Regions from separate parts of the Mus musculus genome. Here all the other regions are linked to region 1. A link is a contact called in public HiChIP or PLAC-seq data. All regions are on one chromosome and are shown on one strand. Each heading gives the region's core, a stretch centred on a gene start, on an enhancer-like site or on the middle of the called end of the contact. The rest is flanking DNA. Distances are from core to core; before and after follow the strand shown.

Region 1 (4,084 bases), core at 842-3,341:
CTGATTAATAAAGATCCTATACGATACTGATTAATAGAGATCCTGTGCTAACTGACTAATAGAGATCCTATACTATACTGATTAATAGAGTTCCTATACTATACTGATTAATAGAGATCCTTACTATACTGATTAATAGAGTTCCTATATTATACTGACTAATAGAAATCCTATACTATACTGATTAATAAAGATCCTATACTATACTGATTAATAAAGATCTTATACTATACTGATTAATGGAGAACTTATACTATACTGATTAAACTGTCACTGTCCACAGGCCCTCACTTAACATGTTAAATGGGTGTTTCCCCCCACCCCCCATTTTTAAGCATTTCAGGTTGTCCCTTCTCACTAAGAATGCAATGAGCATGGAACTTAGAACCAGTTGGGTTAGGTTCTGGCTTTTCTCCCGCAACCTGCTGGGTAACCGTAGGCGAGTCACCAGCTTCCCAGACCTGAAAGTTCCCTTGCCATGCGCTCTGGCCATGCAGAGCAGGAGGGGCAGGAAATACTCTGTGAAGAGGTGGAGAGACTGATGAAGACCAGAGGGATGAGGCCAGAGGGATGGGCCGATAGATAATCAATCACTCCACATCACTCCACTCCAGAGTACAAGTGGGAAGGTTTAAACAACTGGCACACAGGCTTTGCCATGTCAGGCTTCTCGCCACAGTAGGACATGTCAGATGATCACACACACTTAGGCCTGAGCTGACTCTCATAAGAGGAGGGGCATGGAGTGCCAGTGTTCTCTACTGCAGGGCACAGGGCCAGCATGCTATACCCACTCCATGACAGTGTGCACTTCCTACATGTGTGCTGGATAGGGGAATGAATGAGCACATAAACATATTAGGTAAAACCTGACTTAAACATCAAGCCTGCTTCCTGTGTGCATTTCTGGGAGGGTTTAATATGTGAACATGCTCTATGAATCACACCAGCCACAGGGTTTCCCAACTTTATTTGGTCACAAAACTCATTGTATTTCCCTTGAACCTTATTAACATCTCTCAGGGTTGTAGCATTCTATAAAACATGCTTTGAGAAACATCACAAGCTTATATAGTGTAGGCCATTTTTACCCTCATGAAGGAAGTTATCTTACTTTTAATGCACAAGGTAATTAAAGGGCTAAGAACTTTGATTCCTAGCAAGTACACAGATGCTGTCTCCTGGCAGCCCAGAACACCTGTAAGTCTCTCATCACCGGGCAGGACCTCACTCTCACCAAGCTCCTAAGAAGCAAGATCCCAGCCTCAATCCTCCACCCTGCTCCCAGCTCCCTCGTAGCCAAGCAAGTTCTTCAAACTTATTCACTATCTTTCTCTACACCCTGAGTCTTAGCAAGAATGTCTTAAATCTGCTTCCTTCGCTAGTCCTCCTTTATAAAATCTCCAACCAAGTTCTCATCTTGTCTTCACAACAAAAATCTCACTCTTTCTCCTGTCTGACTCATCCCTTAATTGTAAATAAATACAACCACGCCTCATCAAACTGGGCTCTCTCTTCCTCTCCTACCATTAGTATCCCAGCAAGACTTTTTCTATCTCCAGACTTCTGCCCAAGCAGTTAGCTCTGCCTGGACAGCCCTTCCACTCTTGACCTACCTACAGCAATCCTTTCACTTCTGAAGGTCTTGATTACAGGATATCTCTTAAGAAATCCCCCCTTTTCCCACAACTAATCACTTCCATTACAGACCCCCACAGACCCCCTACTGCAAGTATAAAGTTAACTGTACACACGAAAACAGGGATCAGGGTTGGGAGAGAACAGAAGCCATCAAATCAGGGAGAATGACTAACAACAGGCTGGTAGGAGGAGGGTGTGTGTAACAATGGCTTGAACTCTAAAGGAGAAGGGCAGAAAGGGGTGCCCTGTGAACCTCCCAGAGAGCTGTGGAGAAGGGAGTGTTCGGGCTCTGTGTGGGAGAGTTGATTCACAATGGAACAATGCACTAGCTCTTGGAGGGCTGCCTAAAGTGTGGGAAGGAAGCCAGCGGGAAGGATGGAGGACAGAATCACAGCAGGAGTGTGAGATCACAGGCAAACAGCAGACCAGAAAGGCTGGAAGTCAGGGCGAGTGGGGCTGAGAACCAGGCTCTGACTCAAGCTGGCTGGGAGCCCAGAGAGTGTCTGGGGCCAGATGGATTCCATGCTCAGGAGTCTTTGATCAGCATTCAAAGAATGGGATGGTGGTCACATTGGTAATTCCCCAGTGTCTATGAAGAAGAGAGTTCTCTAATATTCTACTCATGGTTCAACATTCACCCTACCCATATCCACGTGTGTGGGCTGCCCCTTAGGAAATAGGGTGGGGGGGCTAGGGGATGGTTGGGTGTGGTATCTCCTTTCACTAGGGAAAGGAGTAACAACCCACAAGGAAAGGATACAGCGTGATGGGACCCAAAGTCTGCAGGGATCAAAAACATCTGGGTTCCAAGTAGATAGCAAGATCCCAGAATGCCTGCTCTCACCCAGCGACAGAACATGGCAGTAGGGAAGCCAAGGCTGCACCACAACGGAAGCACCTGTCCCACGTAAGTCTAAGTCCTGGACACAGGGAACACAGCTGAATGCAGAGCTTCAAAGGCGGCTGTCTCTATTCTCCCCGCAGCTCATGGCCTCTCCCCCACCATGTGACGATTCACTCTCCTAAGTCAGAGAAAACCTCCTTCCTTAAAGGGAGCCTGGGAGCCAGCCTGGGTCAAGTACCAGCTCCTGAGCCAATCACAAGGTCTGATGGAAGGACTCCATAGATTGACCAGAGCTAAGTCACATGACCACCAGGGTTCTATGTATCCTACCCAAACCACATGAACCCCAGCTCCCCAGAGAAAAGAAGTCTAGGTCGACAAACAGTTAAGTCTACTATGGTGTGGCTCCTGTTCCTAAAGACCCTGGGACCATAGGCAGAAGTCCAACCCCAGTAATGGCAACACAGAAGAGCTTTGAAGTCAGGGGCAGGCTATAAAGATCCTCTGGGCCTCATTAGCTGTATAGCCTTGGGTAAAATACTTCATTTCTCAGTGCCTCAGTTTTCTTATAAAAAAAAATGGGGTATAATGCCTGCCTCCTGGAGATGTTTACAAAGACACGCATAGACAGCTCCGAACGATGCCTGCTACAAGCGATCAAGAGCCCGCCCCTATTTATTAGAAGCAACCATAATGACAATGAGTGTCATGAGAAGACCTGTACCACATGAAGGGTGAGCGGGGGACTCCGTGAAGGAAAGCCATGTCAGCATTTACATCGGTCAGTCTAGGGTCAAAGGTCATTAGAGCAACTCAGGACACAAGCCAGAGGTCCAGTTGAGGCCAGGTCTCAATGCCAATCAAGAAATGGGTTAAGCACCTGGGAATGCAATCACAAGGAAGACACATAGGGCTCCAAAGTACAACGGTGTGAAGAGTAGTGAGCCTCTAGGCACACTTTCTACAGGTGGAGAGTTTGGCTAAAATCGCTTCCATATGTCCAGCCACTGGCAGAGAGAATGAGACCCTGTTAAGCATTAAAAAAAAAGTGATGATGATGAAGAAAAAGAAGGAGGAGGAGACGGAGAAGGAGGAGGAGAAGGAGAAGAATAAGAAAAGGAGAGAAGAAGAAGAAGAAGGAAGGAAGGAAGGAAGAGGAAGAGGAGGAGGAGAGGAAGGGGAGGAGGAGGAAGGAGGAGGAGGAGGAGGAAGAGGAGGAGGAGGAGGAGGAGGAGAGGAAGGGGAGAAGGAGGAAGGAGGAGGAGGAGGAGACGATGATGATGATCAGAAGCAGCAGCAGCAGTTGGGCTCTCAGAAGACACAGAGACTACGACTACTCATCCTTCCCTCCCCCCTCCCCCCTCCCCCGCAAAAAATACCTCTACATAAGTTAGGAAGCAAAATAATTCCCTTAAGATTGTTACCTCTTACCCTCTCTAAACTGTGGCTACGAAAAGTAAGCAGACCCACTAAGTCTCTGCTGTGAAGGCCATCCCATGATGTTGCAATAATCCGCACAACTGTGCTTGGCAGCCTCAGACACAGGCAGGTAAACAAGACTGAATGAGGGAGGGACAACACTTGAGTCATAGGCCTTTG
Region 2 (4,084 bases), core at 1,006-3,505, 420 kb after region 1:
GCTGTCCTGGAACTCACTCTGTAGACCAGGCTGGCCTCGAACTCAGAAATCCACCTGCCTCTGCCTCCCAAGTACTGGGATCAAAGGCGTGCGCCACCACTGCCCGGCTTCCTTCCTTCCTTCCTTTCTCTTTTTTTTTTTTAAAGAAGGGAGAACATAAACATTTATAAATGCAGTAAGGAGAAGCAAGGACATCACTTCCAGGTTTTGTGTAAGTGGCGTGTTTGAGGCAACATGGCTACAGCTTGGAAGAATCCGAGAAAGGGTACAACCATAAATCTCTGAGCATGGAGTATTGAATGAGATTCTTCAGTCTCTTGGCCTTGTTTGCTCTGCTGCGGTCTATAAAGCTTCGACCTGATGGAATTCACTGTGGCGGACACTGAAGAGAAGGTGGGTTTCAGTCTTCATTATTAGCTTCCGCTTTGTTATTTCATTTCCTCGAAACCTATAGAGATGGGCAGGCAGCATAGTGTCATAGCCTTGCTGGCCACTGGGCTCTCTCTACCTCTGCTGTGGGTGGTATGACAGAAGAGAGAGAACTGACTTTGCCTAGGTCAGTGACATTCTCATGGGTGTCTCAGTCTATAGATAATTGCTTATAGTCATCAAGGACTCATTCCCTGGGGAAAGTTTTCCTCCAGTGTTTAGAGGCACAAGCTGTGGCTCCCAGGCCCATCCTCACCCTGGGACTACGATTGCTTCTTTCCCTAGAAATCCTCATTTGAGATGAAAAAGCTCCAGCCTACAGATGACATTTCCCCCCCTGCACACCAGCAGTCAAACGAGATGTGATGACGGCTCTGTCCCTAAAAGACCAAAGTTACTGTGTATAAAAAGAAGTCTCACAATCGAAGTTTGTTAAACGTGTTGAATTCCCCGATTTAAAAAAGCAAGTATAAAAATAACCGTGTGTGCGTATTATTTTCTTCTGCACAGTTGCCATCAGAATTCCCAGCATCGCTGTCAAACACGTAGTAACATTCTCGTTTTGTCCGAATATAGTTTAAAAAATACAAAGCAGCCAGTAGAGATGAAATTAGCAACAGCTTCGAAAAACAAAACACAAAGGAGAGAAAACATACAGGCTACAAGGTGATTAGCCAACAGGGCACTGGGCTGGATAAACATTAGGAGGAGGAGGGTTCAAAGAACTGAAACTTGTCTCAACAAGCTTAGTGCTATACCGAGACACTAAGGGCTCTGCGCCTCCCCAACCTTTTAACACATGTTTATAACGCAGAACGGCATCAGGAACAACGGCTGTTTTACTTCACCCTTGCTGGCTCAAGGTGTGACCCATCTGACTGAAGTTTAGAATGCCCAGATCTTTCCACTTGAAAACTGACCAGCTCCTGGAGTCTTGTCCCAACACAAGGTTCGGGCAGGTGGCAGAAGCAGTCAGTCTCAAAAAAAAAAAGTGCTCTTGTTGTCATGACAGTAATGTCAGGCCATAATGAAGGCTGAATTCAAGGCACAATGGGAAGACAGCTGCAGGACAGGCTTTGATGAAGAGGACTTGAAGGAAAGGTTTCTGCTAAGATGAAAACGCACAGCTCCTGAATGCTCTGCCTTTTCTGTGCCTGTGACCCCACCTAAGCATGTTGTGTGGACTTGTCTCCCTTGAGAAAAGCCTCTCCTTTCTTCATTTTTTTTCCCCTCCTCAAGTCTTTCCCAAGACTGCTGCCAAAACCAACTTCCTCTGTTGCCATTCTAACAATGTCACTCCCTTCTGAAAATTCCCTTTAATGGCCTCTGCTGCTCTTTGTGCTGGAAGCAGCCTTCTTGCCCTGCCTTCAGGGCAAACACAGTTCCTAGCCGGATTTATTTAGGGCTGTCTGTTGCCCATTTTTGCAGATCCACAGGCCATTTCCCTCTCTGTGTACACAGATTGTCTCCCCCCCACCCCCAGCTTCTTCACTTCTTTGTGCTATTGATGGTTCAGTCATAAATATTTTATTCAGTTTTGGTCAATAGGAATTCTTGGTATTTTTAATACCTTTTCTCCTTCATTCCTTCCCACCCCCACACAAATAATAATAATGATAATAATAATAATAGTACACATGTGACTCTGGAGTTGTCTTATTTATATTTTCCCTGAATTGTGGTTATTTTTAAAGAGCTACCCAAATAGCCATCACATTTACACTTTCTGTCTAGTAAAAGCTGAACAATATCAAAACCAAAATACTCCTAAAGAGCAAAAATAATACTGTGGAATTTCCCTAAGGAATGGAAAGCCTTCAGAATGAGTCACAGGAAAAACATCTAGTATTATTATCACGGGCAGCTTCTAGGAAAAGGTCCCCATGCTCTGAACAGCAGCGAAGCAAAGCAATCGAGGGCTCTTTGTTTTGTTTCAGTTCAGTTTGTTCATCTTGCTTTGCTTTTTGGGGCCGGGTCTTACTTTGTAGCATAGACTTTGAGCTCATTTTATTGCCCAGTGCAGGCCTTGAACCTGTGACCCCGTGCCGCTGGGGGGTGCTTGGTTTACTAGTATTTGCCACCACACCCACTTCTCTCTCTAGTTCCCCTTTTACATTTTGTTGTTAACATAAAGATGCAATAGATCTCACCATAGTCTTTTCATTTATATGTGCCCTCATACTCCATTCTTATTTGTTCTCCTCCCCCCCTTGCCCACCTGCCCCCTCTTTCTTCTCACTTTCCTTCCCCCCAAGTAACCCCCTTTTCTCTCATGGTCCCTCCAACACCCCACTTTAAGAGCAAGCTCGGTTATTTGCAAATTTTGTGATTTTTTTCTCGTTCTTTAATCTCCTTAAACATGATCTTGTTTGGAAAGAGGCAACAACCGGTAGCATTCATAAAGATGAAAGTGCAAGCTGCATACAGGACATTGTCATTTCTTGTTTAAAATGTCCTGTTGGTCTGAGTGCATTCTCAGCCTTTCCCCTGTTCCATACGCGGTAGTTTTGATTGAGGAATTAGAAATGTCTCTCATAGGTTCGGTCGCTTGAACACTTGGTCCCCATTTGGCAGTGCTATTTGGGGATGTGGTACGGCCTTGCTGGAAGAAGTATGCCACTGGGAACGTGTTGGCTTTGAGAGTTCATAGCCTCACCCGACTTCTAGCTTGCTCTTTCTGTTTCATGTTTAAAGTTAAGGATGTGACCCCCTAGCTTCATGCTTGGCTACCTGTACCTATGCTTCCTGACACTTACAGACTCCCCCTCTGGAGCCATAAGCCAAACGAACTCTTCCATAAATTGCTTTTGGCTACTGTGTTATTCAGGGTTCTGTAGAGGAAAAGAACTCATAGACTCTACATAAGTATTAAGAAGGTTTATCAAAGTGGCTTACAGGATATGGTCTGGCTAATCCAAAAGTGGCTGTCGACTAACAGAAAGGCCAAAAATCCAGTAGATACCAGTTCCTGAAACTTGTTGTCTCAGCTAGTCTTCAGTCTGTGTTGAGACCCAAAGGACAGAGGTTCTAGTCCCAGTTAAGGGATTCCCCAGTGGCAGCAGAGATGAGCTTGCCCTCCAAAGTATGCACAAGCTAGCAGGTATCCTTTTCTGTGGGCTGCCACCAGAAGGTCTGGCCCAGATTGGGGGCGGGTCTTCGACCTCAAATGATCCAATCAAAAATAATCCCTCCCAGCTGCTAAGGTTTTATTTGATGGAAGATGTGGTCAGTTGACAAATTAACCAATCACCGTCGCCATTTTCACCACAGCAGCAGAAAAGTAACTAACTGCGCCACGTGCTAAAATCGTTTGTTAATTGTGTGGGGTGTGTGGGGTGCGTGAGCCATGGTATATTCATGAAAGTCAGGGAACCACTCTTCACGAGTCTCTTTTCACCTTGCGTTAAGGGACGGTCTCCTGTTTCCGCTACTGAGCCGCGTAGTCCGGGCCAGCAGGCCTACAGGCTTCAGGTGATTCTTCTGGCTCCACCTCCCATTTCATTACAGGAGTTCTAGGATCACAAATCACACTCTGTATGTGGGGTCTAGGGATTGGACCCAGGTCATCAGGCTTACATGACAAGCATTTTACCCACTGAGCCCTCTCTGGCTCTCATGCATTCTATCTGGTGACAAATCTGGTAGTGTAGGTACA
Region 3 (4,084 bases), core at 736-3,235, 380 kb after region 1:
CGGGATAACACCCCATTCTGTACAGGTTGTCGAGTTTTTGTTTTTGTTTTTTACATGTATGTATGTATGTATGTATTATGTATGTATTGGGGGGTCAAGTCATATGCTTGCCATGGCCTTGCTGTGGTGTAGTGTAGTAGTCAGAGAGGAACTTTCTCTCCTTCCACTATTTAGGTTCGGAGCATCCAACTCAAATCCTGGGGCTTGACAGCAAGTGCCCTTAGCATCTGAGTCACCTCCCTGGCCCTAAATCATGAATTTCTACAAAAGTACTTTAAGGTAAGAATAAGGGAAGGGGAGGAAGGAGGAAGAAAGAGAGGGGGGAGGCAAGGAAAGGAGGAAGCTCCCCACTCTGGCAGAGCAGCTCTTATCTTCTAGGGTCTGAGAGCCTCCTGCTAAGTTCACACCTCTAAGGGGAGCACTGGTAGAAAACAGCCCACACTCAACTACTACTCCCTCCACCGTTTGTTAAGCTAAATATAGACTGCAATCTTTAAGGGACTCTGTGTGTCCCCGAGAGAAAGGAAAGAAGTGATACAAAGCTCCATCAGAGCCGAGCAATGACAGAGCTGGGCGGTTCACCAGCACCAGGGAGTGTGTGCAAGCAGCGGTCACTCACGGTAAAGAGAGAAAGAAAGACCAGCCAGGGGCTAACTCCAAGACAAGTGGCCCCTGGTGAGATTCTGACCAAAGGTGTGAAGGTGAAAACATCTGCTTTCTAAGACAGCTGTTCCTGGGGAGTGGGGTGGGGAGTGATTGGAATGGTGATTAAAAACACAAATGAGGGAGCTGGAGAGACTGCTACATAAAACAGCTGGGCACCATGGCTCTAATTCCGCTCCAATCCTAGTTCTGGGGGATGGGGGGGGAGGGGCGCGAGGCAGAGACAGGTCCGAGCTCACTGGCTCTAGCCTAGGCAAATCGGTGAGCGGTGGCTTCTGTGAGAGACCCTGTCTCAAAAAATGAGATTGAGAGCAACTGGGAAAGACATCCAATATTGGCTTCTGGCCTCCACATCATAGTATACACGAGTGCGTTTGCACGCATATGTGCATAATACACACACACCCAAGATAAAAGCTTAGGAAAGGGTTTGTAAATGTTACTACAGGTGAAATAGGAGCTGAGTCTTGGTCAAATGACATTTGTTTCAGTGTTGCCATTTTCTGGGAGATGGCCTGGGGGAGTGCTTCATTTCATTGACATAGTGAATACTGACATGATTGGATTGCGCTGGCCTGTGTATAACAAGCTAAGGCCAGCTAGGCGTCCCAAGATGGTCTACTGTAGGGAACAACTGAGATTATCCATCTGCATGGCCTGTCATAAAGACAATACTTTAGATGGAAAGGAAGTCCTGGGGCCCCAAGGATAAAGAACATGAACTGTGAAAGAAAGCTGAGGGCAGGTCAGTGACGGTCAGAGGCAAACCTTGACTGTGGTATCCTGAAGCCAAGTATTTCCAGCTAATATGGCTAGTGTGTGTCAATTTGACGGGACCTGAAATCACCTAGGAGACCAGTCAGTAGGCACACCTGGAAGTGTCTGGTTAGGTTAGTCTCTGACTGACTGTGGCAGCTTATCTGACACGGGAGGCAATCCAAATGTAAACAGTGCATCTAACAGATAGCTTACAGAAAGGGATGAAGCTGGTCTATGGTTGAAGCTTCTTCCTGGAGGGGTGAGGGCCCAAAGGCATCCTCCGGGCCATTACGGCTTCCAACTTTCTTCTATTTTAAACTAGCTCTGAATAAGTATCTGTGTGGTGGCTGATTTTATGTGTCAAGTCTGGCTAGGCGTGGTGCCAAGGTGACGGGACACATTTTTAATATGAGATTAATATTTAAGTTAGTTGACGAAGGAAAACAAACTGCACTCCAGGCCAGGCGCAGTGGTTTATACGTGAGTAATTCTCATTACTCAGAAGGCTGGCTCGAGAGAGCGCTGGCAGCTTAAGGCCAGCCTAGACAAGAGACAGGGCCCTCATCTCAAAACAAAGCAACCAACAAAACCCAACAGCCTCCAAACTGTGGGCGAGCGTCATCCTGTCAGGTGAATATACCTGACTGGAAAAAAAGCACCGGTCTTTCCAGGAGACTGGTAAACTTGGCCAGCAGACCAACGCAACTCTTTTCTGAGTCTCCAGCCTGCCAGCCTACTCTGCCGACTTCAGACCTGCCAAGTCTGCCAAGTCTCTACAACCATGGTGCCAACTCTTTAAGATGTAAGATCTCTCATGTCTGTCTGGCCTTACACACACACACACACACTCACACACACACACACACACACACACAGAGTTCACAGTTCAGTTGCTCTGTCGAACTCTAATATAATCCAAATTAGCATCTGACTAGATGATAAGTGTACTAAGAATATGAAGAAACCGGAGGGAGACTCAAGCTATAGAAACACAACACAGGAGAGACATTGGTAGGAGAGATGAGTGCTAATGAGTAAGAAATTCCTTTTAGGGGTGATAAGAATGCTCTAAAATGTTTTCAGATGGAGGGGTAACATTACACAATGCTGTAAACAGGCCTAACCCTATTCTGTGACATGCTCTTTGAAGTTGTTAGCTACTTTTGTGTGTATGAGAGTTCCCCTGCATATGCACAGCATCTGTGCGGTGCCCAAGGGAGGTGAGATGAGGGCGTGAGACCCACCAGAACTGGAGTTACAAAGGGTTGAGATGCCATCTGGGTGCTGGTGAATGGTATTAACTGCTCAGCCATCTCCACAGCCCTGGATGACATACTTTTAAAGGGTGGATGTTATGGGACGTGAATTATACCTCAATAAAGTTGTTGTATACAATGAAGGAGAGGAGGGAGGGAGGGTAGGAGGGAGGAAGGAAGACAGGCCTGTGAAACTAAGAAGCATCATAAATCACAGTGCAAAATGCCAGCCCCTTCATAAGTTAATTACTGTTTACGTGTTCAAAGGCATTAAGTTATATAGAGAGCCTCAAAGAATCTTAGAGAATAGAATAACAAAGAAAGCCAACAAATTAGTTACATGTGCCTGATTTTAAAAAAGGGGGAAAAAATCAAAGGCTGTAGAGCAAAGCTGTGACATCCGAGAGATGAGCTGCAAAAGGCAAGCCAAGCAGGGATGTGAGCAACTGGATCCCAACATGCAGAAGATGACATGGGCAGAAGATGACGCAGGGAGAAGATGATGCAAGCAGATGATGCGGGAAAGCCATCGGAAGAAGCCAGAAAGCCAAGAGGGGATACACAGGCTCCCCCTCCCAAAAACACATGAATAAATAAAAATATCACAAACGCACACACACTACGTTAAGGGCACTTAACAGTGAAAACACACAAGTGCTTGCACACCCAGACACACTACACACTGCATTAAGAATACGTATCTATGTGTCTTTACCTAAAAGTGAAACAAGCTACCGGACTTAAAACCTTTGACTTGCAATAATGACCAAATTCAAACTCCATCCCACAGTGAGTCTAATTACAGGGATCGTTTCAAATAACGAAAGCTTCTCACTCCACTTACCACAATGTTGCTATTTGCAGATGACGGAGATATTAATGTGCTATGAAATCGCCAGTAGCTCCCACCTACACAGTAAGAAATGACGTGACAGACAAGACAAAGAAAGGGTTGTGTGGTGTGTTGGTGGCATAGTGGTGAACATAGTTGCATTCCCAGAAGTACTTTTAAACAAGAACACATTATAAACAGTGCGCACAAACACAGATACACTCTCAGTACACATGCATATACTTTAGAAAGCAGAGGCAGCAGCAGCTTACAGAGAAACAGGAAGCATGATGAGACGTCCCATGTGGCAACACCATATTGAGCCTTGGTGGGAAATGGTGAGAACTGAGATCAGATTCTCCTAGAACCAAATCATAAGGAGATTGGAATGTGTTGTGTTCGGGGATTGGGACCAACGGTGTCAGACAGCAAGACTGGTCATCAAGTTTTAGAAAGCCACACTGAGGTGCCAGATACCAGAGGAAGGGACAACTGGAAGACAGAAGATGTTCTGGGTGTCCTGAGTGGTGAGGGAATGACGAAGAAGGGCACAGACTGAGAACCAGGGATGACA

Evidence for each region. HiChIP or PLAC-seq counts read pairs in DNA pulled down with a chosen protein or histone mark.
Region 2: a contact with region 1 is called in a FOXA1 HiChIP or PLAC-seq map of pancreatic cancer cells. The contact joins two enhancer-like sites. A contact is called at or near these places in 1 of 39 promoter capture datasets (pre-B cells), 1 of 484 Hi-C or Micro-C datasets (B cells), 1 of 115 datasets of contacts at active chromatin or transcription factors (pancreatic cancer cells) and 1 of 9 other capture datasets (adipose tissue).
Region 3: an HNF4G HiChIP or PLAC-seq map of pancreatic cancer cells shows a contact between it and region 1. The contact joins two enhancer-like sites. A contact is called at or near these places in 2 of 115 datasets of contacts at active chromatin or transcription factors (memory CD8 T cells and pancreatic cancer cells).

The regions. Positions count from the first base shown.
Region 1 is chr5:72,853,895-72,857,978 of GRCm38.p6, forward strand. All of the region lies in intron 1 of Tec (tec protein tyrosine kinase), which reads right to left. Among named protein-coding and RNA genes, the nearest start is that of Tec, 13 kb to the right of the region's middle. Within about 2 kb of position 2,092, at least 157 of the 459 cell types and tissues checked have an H3K27ac peak or open chromatin away from gene starts, as enhancers often do. A contact at or near this core is called in pancreatic cancer cells, where this site is marked.
Region 2 is chr5:73,278,231-73,282,314 of GRCm38.p6, forward strand. The region is part of intron 1 of 1700025M24Rik (RIKEN cDNA 1700025M24 gene); the gene reads right to left. Among named protein-coding and RNA genes, the nearest start is that of 1700025M24Rik, 3.9 kb to the right of the region's middle. Within about 2 kb of position 2,256, at least 61 of the 459 cell types and tissues checked have an H3K27ac peak or open chromatin away from gene starts, as enhancers often do. A contact at or near this core is called in pancreatic cancer cells, where this site is marked.
Region 3 is chr5:73,231,611-73,235,694 of GRCm38.p6, forward strand. The region is part of intron 1 of Fryl (FRY like transcription coactivator); the gene reads right to left. Among named protein-coding and RNA genes, the nearest start is that of Fryl, 23 kb to the right of the region's middle. Within about 2 kb of position 1,986, at least 51 of the 459 cell types and tissues checked have an H3K27ac peak or open chromatin away from gene starts, as enhancers often do. A contact at or near this core is called in pancreatic cancer cells, where this site is marked.